2 separate regions of the Danio rerio genome follow, and region 2 is linked to region 1. The links are chromatin contacts, called in public Hi-C maps. All regions are on one chromosome and are shown on one strand. The core of a region is the stretch at or near the end of the contact, and the rest is flanking DNA. Distances in the headings are between cores, read along the strand shown.

The links. A called contact is a pair of places that touch in the nucleus more often than the background predicts.
Region 2: a contact with region 1 is called in a Hi-C map of an unstated tissue, with 2.6 times the contacts expected there. The contact joins the promoter of tpi1b here to the promoter of cdca3 in region 1. A contact is called at or near these places in 3 of 18 Hi-C or Micro-C datasets (caudal fin, hematopoietic stem cells and an unstated tissue).

The regions. Positions count from the first base shown.
Region 1 is chr16:12,408,560-12,413,191 of GRCz12tu, forward strand. cdca3 (cell division cycle associated 3) reads right to left here and starts at 2,202. Exons shown (of 7, transcript NM_001045049.1): 1 at 2,031-2,202; 2 at 1,676-1,833; 3 at 1,417-1,519; 4 at 492-1,084. The coding sequence starts at 1,819.
Region 2 is chr16:12,585,942-12,590,573 of GRCz12tu, forward strand. It overlaps tpi1b (triosephosphate isomerase 1b), which reads left to right and starts at 2,783. Exons shown (of 7, transcript NM_153668.4): 1 at 2,783-3,018. The coding sequence starts at 2,907. LOC137488009 (U7 small nuclear RNA) reads right to left here and starts at 1,264; the gene lies at 1,211-1,264.

The sequences.
Region 1 (4,632 bases), core at 952-3,451:
CATCTGTACACCTACCTCTATATATCCAGATTTCTGTCTACCTCTATTTATCCATCTACCTCTATATCCGTTTACATTTATCTACCTCCATCTATCCACATCTCTATTTATGTATCCCTCTAGCTATTTATCAACCTCTAGCTATCTATCCACATCTCTATCTATCTACCTACATATCTACCTACCTCTCACCAGCTTTCCATCTACCTTTATCCACCTCTCTATTTATCTACCCCTCTAGCTATCCAATCACATCTCTACCCATCTATCTGCATCTATCCAAGCATCTATCCATTCAACTAAACACACACATTAGTCAACATCTGAAATGGATAAAACCTTTCATTGAAGTTGTTCTAAAACTGCTGTACAACACAGATTCTTGTTTTAGAACAATTTTGAAAAACTTTGATCCACTTCAAATGTTAAATACTGAGATTACAGATAAAAACCCCACAATCTTTAAATATCCACAAAAAAGAAAAACAAACCGGTTCTTCAGATGTCTGGGATGGAACTTCCTCTTCCTCTAAAGTCAAGACAGCCTCAACAACCGACGGGGTGGCCTCAGACTCTGCATTTTCAGTGGATTTTGGGATGGTGAAGACTGCATACGAATGATCTTCATTGGCTTGTCTGTCCGCAGGAGGAAGAGGAGTCAGAGGACGTTCTTCCAGGGAAGACGAGTAAACCCCTTCACGACATGCAAGCAGACTCAGGCTAAGCTCTTTCCTCAACGGTGAAGCCCCCAGAAGCAGAGCCTCCTCCGCCTCCTCTAGCGATGCCTCAGTGTCAACCTCCACCTCCATCTGTGGCTCTCCAATCAACACGAACGGACTGTGGCATATGGAGCCGTAGCCCTCAGATGGAGACGACAGCACAGGGGTGGAGATGGCGTCTGTGTGCGAGCTCTGGGCTTTCAGCAGAGGCTCTTTGGGGCCGAAGGTGTTTGGATGAGCTACACCAGGCATGCCAGAGGTTTTGGTGAAGGAGACTGAAGGAAGAGGAGACGCGGGAGAGTCGCCAGACTTGATGTCACTGAGGAAGAACGTGCTCAGTCTTCGAGCGAGAGACGTGACGCTCACTGTAAAACAGACAAGAGTTTCAGCTAAAAGAGTTCATTTTTTCAACCTTATTACTTTCTGAATGCATTTATTATTAAATACCCTCATTGTATCATGTTATCCTCATCAGGCTTTTTTTAGCTTAACTTAGTGCTCGAAAAGTTAAAAAAACAAACAAACTGTCAACTCCAAGTAACTTAAATGTCTTTAAAACAAATATTTCTCAACTAGTACCGACTTAACTTGTGAATATTAATTAGCTTTCAGCTTGAGCACACAACAAGCTTACTTTTTAAACGAAGAATGCTCAAAATGTTTCATTGTAATGCTCATAACAATGAAGAACATGTACCCTTCATTGGCGTTCGGGTGATGCCCGGGGTTGGTGAGCGAGGGTCAACAAACACAGGCCCAACTGACTCCACCACAGGGAGAGGAGAGTAAGTAACGCCCACCTACAGGAAAACACAATCAAGCCAATTCTTAGATCTACTGTGGTTTACACACACAAAACTGATATAAACAGCAACTACAACACATCCCGCAAGCAATTTATTGAGATTAAAATCAGCTATAAAAGAGGAACTATTAACATAGGAGTGTTTTGGTACCTGTATAGGTGTGCGGTCAATGGCACAGGACGGTGAACGTGGGTCTGCAAGTTTCGCCACACGCGCTGCTTTGGGTCGCTGACTCGGGTCTAACGTTACCTTTGGTGTTGATGCCACGGTCATTTTGCTTTCACTGGCACCCATGTTTCTGTTTGCTGCTGAAAAACGGCATGGCATATTAAAACATAACTTGCATAAGAAGTTAACCTGAACAACGTGTAGCTCGCTTGTCGTAAAATTTACAACCATGGCAAAACACTCTTATAAAATAACCCACGAAACGTATCTTTAAATGTAACGTTAGCGTTTTAAAACAATAACGTTGCAGTCCTTCAATAAACAAACTCAAACTCACCTTAATGCTCGATGTTTTCCCGCAGTCCACTGTATGCTTTTCTCTTCCACTCCAAATCAGACGGCGTTTCTTTCACGTTTTAATATAAACAAATAAAAATGAGAAATCAACAAAGAAACGCCTTGTGTCGTCTTCCAGTTCAAACTCTGCGCGTGTGACTGCACAATAAGGAGCATTTAAATGGGTCGTTCCGTGTTTGCGGCGATTTTTGAACAGACCAATAGGCGAACTCGGGAGTTTCCGCCTTAGCGTTTCTGATTGGCTAAGACAGTGGATGCACTTTCTTGGGCGTGTCTAAGCCATTTGAAATACAGGCGCGTGTTGACTGTTGACGTCACGCTTTAATATTCTTGATTATATTCAAACTGTCCACAATCGCATAAGGATATTCGTTAGTGAATCCCTCAAACAACAGATATCTATTTTATGAATGCACAGTTAGAACACTTCAAACTTTACTAACTATATACGTTTCTAAATTACATATTCAGGAACATAAATATTAGCAACATTTTAAAGTTTCAAAATATAACGTTTTGCATTTAATAGTTTTACAAAACGAGTAGATAAAGATTGATGAACTCTGCTGCCAAAGTCAAACACATAACAATGGAAATAATGTTTATATAACACATTTTTGTTCTTGTTTTTCAATGCAAAGGTCTTCAGATTGTTCAATCAAGATATTTACTTGTAAAATGGTACAAGGAAAAAAAGTCTTGTTTGTTGTAAAAATGTATCAAAATGAAGCAAGTTTAACATCAAACATAAAACATATTTCATTGGAGAAATTCAAGTAAATCTAATGAAAACAGTAATTTTCATACCCAACTGACCGATATTTGTTCTTGTTTTAAGCACAAATTTTTTATTATTTGTTCACTTTCTTAGAAAACAAAGCTTAAAGAATTATTTAGGAATGAAGATCTTAAATGATATGGGTGAGTCAATTATAAGCAACTTTTTTAAATTCTTTAATTTGTTCATTTTGCATTTCAAATTAATGCATCTTAATTTCAAGATGTTCAGGAATTTGTTTTTGCACCAAACACGACACTTAATGCTAAAAAGTCATGGATATAAAAGTTTCTACTTTAACACCTTTTAAAAAATCTTTTATTGTGAAAGCGCAAAGAAAAAAGAAAATAAATTGCAAAATAAAAATGAAATAAAAATAAGTGCTCAGCATAAATGAGTACACCCCATTTTGAAAATGACTCTCAGAAATGTTTCAGTGAATAATAGAGGTATAGTTGTTTTTATATTCACACATTTAGACTTTCCCACTAATAATATCATTTCATAAAAGTTATATTTGCAAACTCTACATAGCAAAATCATATTAGCAGCCAATGACTATCAAAGTACAACATTTTTCACAGTCAAATAAACAGTGTTAATGTTGTTTTCAAGTCACACTTGCATGCTTATTTTGATTGAATATTCAAAGCAACATGGTAAACAATATAGAGACTTCTAAATGAACAAATGTGCAAATATAAAACCAACTTTACCTCTATCAGTGAATATAGGTAATATGTTTTGGTGCATTTGAACAAAACAGATTTATTAAATCTATATATTGATTAAAATAATAGTCAGAGAACATCTTCACAAATAGACATGTTTATACACTTAAATTCAAGTGAAATATTGCAGAAAAATTATTAAATTTCAATAAAAAATGTATCTTTTATAAAATGTAAATTTCATATGCTTCCCCAACAACATATACATTTGGCTACGGATTTTGTGACTGTTATCGCAAGTTATTTCATTAGACTAGCTCCAGATTTGGCTTCAGTACTGACTGATCTAATGTAAATGCACAAACATAATATTGTAAAGCTTACTATAAATCAGTGGTTCTCAACTGGTTTGGCCATGGGACCCACATTTTTACATGGTCATCAAGCCGCGACCCAAATTTTTAGGAACTATAATACAATTTTAGGAATTACAATTAATTAGTATTTATTTGTTAACATACACAAGTAGTGACAGATAAATCATAAGAAAATCGCCAAGACTTACAAATAAATGATATTTTATTGCTGTCATTTAACAAAATGTATCAAATTATAGAAATATTACAAAGTAAAAACGCAAATACTGTAAACAGTGGTTAGGGTAAGGATAGGTTCAGCTACCATGAACTAAACTGAACTGTTAATAAAACATGTTTTCTGGTTTCTAAATGTCGTTTTAATCTAGAAGGTTTCGTGCTATCTTGTGAGAGCACCTCGCTACTAAGGACACAATAAGGCTTTAAGTCTTTTTTGTCGTCAATATATGTAAATCCATACCATACATTTTCATGGTCGTATAAAAGTCAAAAGTTAAAAATGAAAGTTTTGTTCTTGTTTTTTTACCACACACTCCGCGACTGAAAATGTTTCCGCAACCCACTTTTGGGTCGCGACCCAACAATTGAGAAACACTGCTATAGAACATATTCATTCAAAAGATACATTTGTGAGGGGTGTACTGATATATGCTGAGCACTGTTTATTCATTCATTCATTAATTTTTTAGTCGGCTTAGTCCCTTTATTAATCCGGGGTCGCCACAGCGGAATGAACCGCCAACTTATCCAGCAAGT
Region 2 (4,632 bases), core at 1,533-4,032, 180 kb after region 1:
GAGTTGTAATTATGTCATCATAACTTACTGGAAGGGATGTTTCAGATTTGTTTGTGGATCTGACATAATTTTGATCCGTTGCTTTTTTATTATTAATTTTTTTATTGTAATGACAACAGTACATTTCAACAAATACAGATACAAAACTGAAAGAAGTATAGTACAATCAATAGAAATATTACTTTTTTGAAAGAAGAGAAATGCCACAATTTTAGATTAAATATAATATAGGTGAATCAAAAGAAAGATAACAAGAGAGAGATAGAAAGAAACAAAAAAATAATAATTGAGAGCACATGACAAAGACAAAACAAATTATTGCAGAATATTAAATAATGCACTTGTTTTTTAAGGTTCAATAGCTTTCTTGTTGTGAGAGTCTGTGATGTTTTTTTAAATAAAGTTCCGGCTTACATTGAGTATATTTGCATTTGTGTTTAAAAAAATTCCAATAAATAAAATGAGGTTTATGCAAAAAAGTTGAATTAAGGAATTGTTTTCCTTTAATATAAATGTCTAAATGTCTTTAAATGTCTAAAGAAAAATCACCACAAACCTTTTTGGACAATTAAAGAGTTCACATCAGACCAAAACGATTTAACAAAAGGGACACTCCAAAAACAAGTGAGCAACAGATCCAGATTCAGTTTCACAGAAAGAGCAAGAGATGTCAATGTCATTTTTGAATTTTTGTAAAATTGTTTAACTGGATAAAACCTGTGAATGATTTTAAAAGATATTTATTTTATTTGTAAAACAATACGACCATTTAATATCATCAAAGAGGTTGTTCCAATAAGAAAAACAAGAAGGGTTTGAGATGACAAGGTCTAAAAATAAAGACCTGGTTTTATGACAGGATTTTTTAGTGATCCTTTGTTTTTATTGACGTTTACATTTGAATTCAGCAACTACTCCCGATAAACGCCAGTCTGTCAGAAATCGTGCAATAGAAAAACACTGGATGTCGTGTGACTCAACCAAAGCACATTATTAGCTACTTTTAGGTCTTCCCTTTCCAACAACATAAACTTATGTTGTTTTACAGAAACAGTGGCAGGGTAATTAACATCAGTAAATGTTACCTTTTAAATACGCCATACAACAGAGGATTTAAACAAGTAGAACTAGAGCGACGTACATTTCATATTATATTATCATTTCATTTCATCATCTATTCATTAATTAGAATCTTTCATTGAACACAATTGTGGGCTTCCTTTTAAAGGAAGCCTGCTAGACAAATACTAAAAGAGCAATTTTCCGATGTTTCAAAGGCTGAAGAACCGTCCTGACTACTTTCGACGTGCTTTTCGACGACGGTGATACAAAACTTGAGTAAGTAAACCCATATTAAAAAGAAGCAAATAGCAATTTACAATTAAACATGTTTTCCTTGTATAAATACCGGCGTTGTTTATGCAATTGCGTTAAAGAAATAATTTTAAAACGATAGAAAACATCTTTACGTAGGCACAAGCGAAATGCATTGTGGGACTGCACATATAATTCCACCCATTGATTCCACCCACACACATGGCGCCCTCTGCAGGCGAGCTTTATTAAACATCTCAGAATAGCCTGTGTGAAAACATTGAAACATTATTTCATTTCACCATCATAATACACTACAAATAAACATGTTAAAAGAAATAATGTTTATTAAACTGTTTTAAACACATTTGTTGGTTATTTGTTTAATTATTTATACATTTACATGAGTAAATGTATTTATACAAACATGAATGGGAATTATCATGTTTACAAGTTCTTTTTGCACTATACTGTTTTTTATCTGCACAACTCTGGTTTACTTTGCACTCATTGCTATATGCCCTTAATGTCACTGTATTGTTTACAATTTTTTTATTACATATGTATATTTCTTAGACCACATTTATGTGCAATGCATATACTGTAAATTTTCTAAATTTTCTTTTTTTCTTAAACTCTACTATTTTTTATATATATATTTTATATTAATGTTAAGCACCTTGGGTCTGAGAGTAACGCAATTTCGATTCTCTGTATGTCTTGTACATGTGGCTGAATTGACAATAAAGCTGACTTTGACTTTGACTTTGACTACATGCAGCCAGTGGCACTTTAAGACGACTTAAATGAAACACGGGGCGTCACTGTGGCTCAGTGGTTAGCACTGTGCTTTACAGCAAGAAGGTTGAACGCTGGTTCAAGTCCCGGCTCGGTCAGTTGGCATTTCTGTGTGGAGTTTCTATGTTCTCCCCTTGTTTGCGTAGGTTTGTATGAACTAAATTGGCTGTAGTATATATGTGTGTGAATGAGAGTGTTAGGTGTTTTCCAGTACTGGGTTACAGCTGGAAGGGTATCCGCTGTGTAAAATCATATGCTAGAAAAGTTGGCGGTTCATTTTGCTGTGGCGACCCCTGATAAGAGACTAAGCCGAAGGAAAATGAATGAATGACTGAAATTAAACATAAATATAGTTGTTTTAGGTTTTTCAGTTTTCTTAAACTTCTGTTAAAGTTAAAGTCATATGTTTATTTCCCAATCCTTGCAATTGTAAATATAACATTTATCAACAGAAATCAATAGTATTCCCTATAATAAATCACAATATTAAGCGAGGAATAAGATTAAAGTTGGGCATGTGAGTATTTTTTAATAAATGTGAGTATGTGATTGCTGCCTCGTAGTAAATGACAGTCATGATCAGAGCAAATCCTCCTCTGTCCTCTGAGATCAAAGAACACGCATCTTCTTTCAGGCGTGCTGTCTTCAGCCAATAGCAGGCGGCGGGGGCGGAGCTTCAGACCAACATTATATAAACTCCAGCTGACTGTATTTCCTTGCTGTCTCTTCAACCCGAGGTCCTTCTTCACCTCCTTGTATTCATCGCTTGTTGGTGAACGTAACACTTTGCAATCATGTCTGGCAGGAAGTTTTTCGTCGGTGGAAACTGGAAAATGAACGGCGACAAAAAGAGCATCGAAGAGCTCGCCAATACACTGAATAGCGCCAAGCTCAACCCAGACACCGGTGCGTATATCATTCAGTTTCCTCCTCTCTCCACCACATGCCACTGCAAACACGGGCCTTTTTGGGCTTGAGCAGCCCACTGCACTGATGACCCTGAGATGACATTCACGCGGGACTTTTGACAGCTGCCATGCTCCTCATTTAGAGGCTCTTTCTTGTTGTACGTCAACATAGTTACATGTTATGTTACAGATCTGTTGTGAATCCATAACGTACAACCTTATCGACTGAGATGTTCTGTATTAATGGTCCAACATTTAAAGTTTCTATTATAAACGCAGTCGATGTGAATTACTATTCGTTTGTGAATGCGTCGATTAAATGTAATGTTTTGTGAATGAATGAATGATGTTCAATGTGTGTCGTGATTGAAGGGTTAAAGCTTGAAATGGGTGTGTGATTTCCAGCACGTAGACACAGGTTGTGTGTTCGAGGCCTGTCAAATCAAATGACAGCACGACTGATATGCTAACGTTAGTTTTTTTGTAGAAAATTATGTATTAATACAATATATTTCCTTAAATATGACCGAGAAACAAAAACTGTAGTGCAATATTAACGTTAGCGCATTTCTGCTTTTGCGTCCGCGCGCTGTTTCCGCTATCCACTATGACGTAAAACCCGCATCACTGCCTGATTTTTTTTATTTTTTTTTTATTACGGTTTTGTTTGAGGGTCCAGACAGGGTTAATATGTGTCAATAACTCAACTGTGGACTTTGAATGGGAAAAGTCCAAAAGTCACGCCGCTTGTGCGTCGTCTGTTTCATTCACGGACTAAAAACCTGAAACCTGAGGCGTTTGACATGTAAAGGTCAAGGGTCAGACGGTCAAATCTCGGGCTATCTTTCGCCTTTTTGCTGTACTTCGTGGCTTCTGTAGTATGCTGTCATATGAGAGACTTTTCCTTTGACCTTTTATCAAGAGGGACGAAGAGCCAGATATGTGTGTGCCCTTTACAGTGAGTTTAATATAGTCTGACCCAAGATAATTTTACAGTATAAATGGCACCTCCAAGTGGAAAAGACCAGCCTTAAAATAATATTAACTGTAAAGTCTGATATGTGAATTAATAGTAAGAAAAAATACCAAAAAAAAAAGGTTAACAAGAAAAAACATGTACAGCATATACACTTATTAGGTGCATCTTACTAGTACTGAGTTGGACCTCTTTTTGCTTTCAGAAGTGCCTTAATCCTTTGTGGCATAGATTTAACAAGGTACTGAAAATATTCATCAGAGATTTTGGTCCATATTGACATGATAGCATCATGCAGTTGGTGCTGACTTGTCGGCTGCACATCCATAGTGCGAATCTCCCTTTCCACCACATCCCAAAAGTGCTCTATTGGATTGAGTTCTGGTGACTGTGGAGGCCATTTGAGCACTGTGAACCCATTGTCATGTTCAAGGATGTGAAATAAGATAACCTTTTCCAATCTTCAATGATCCAATTTTGGTGAGCCTGTGCAAATTGTAGCCTCAGTTTCTTGTTCTTAGTTCACGGTACCCGCTGTTGTCTTCTGCTGCTGTAGCCCATCTGCCTCAAGGTTCAACGTGTTGTGTTTTCAGAGATGCTCTTCTGCATACCTCGGTTGTAAAGAGTGTTTATTTG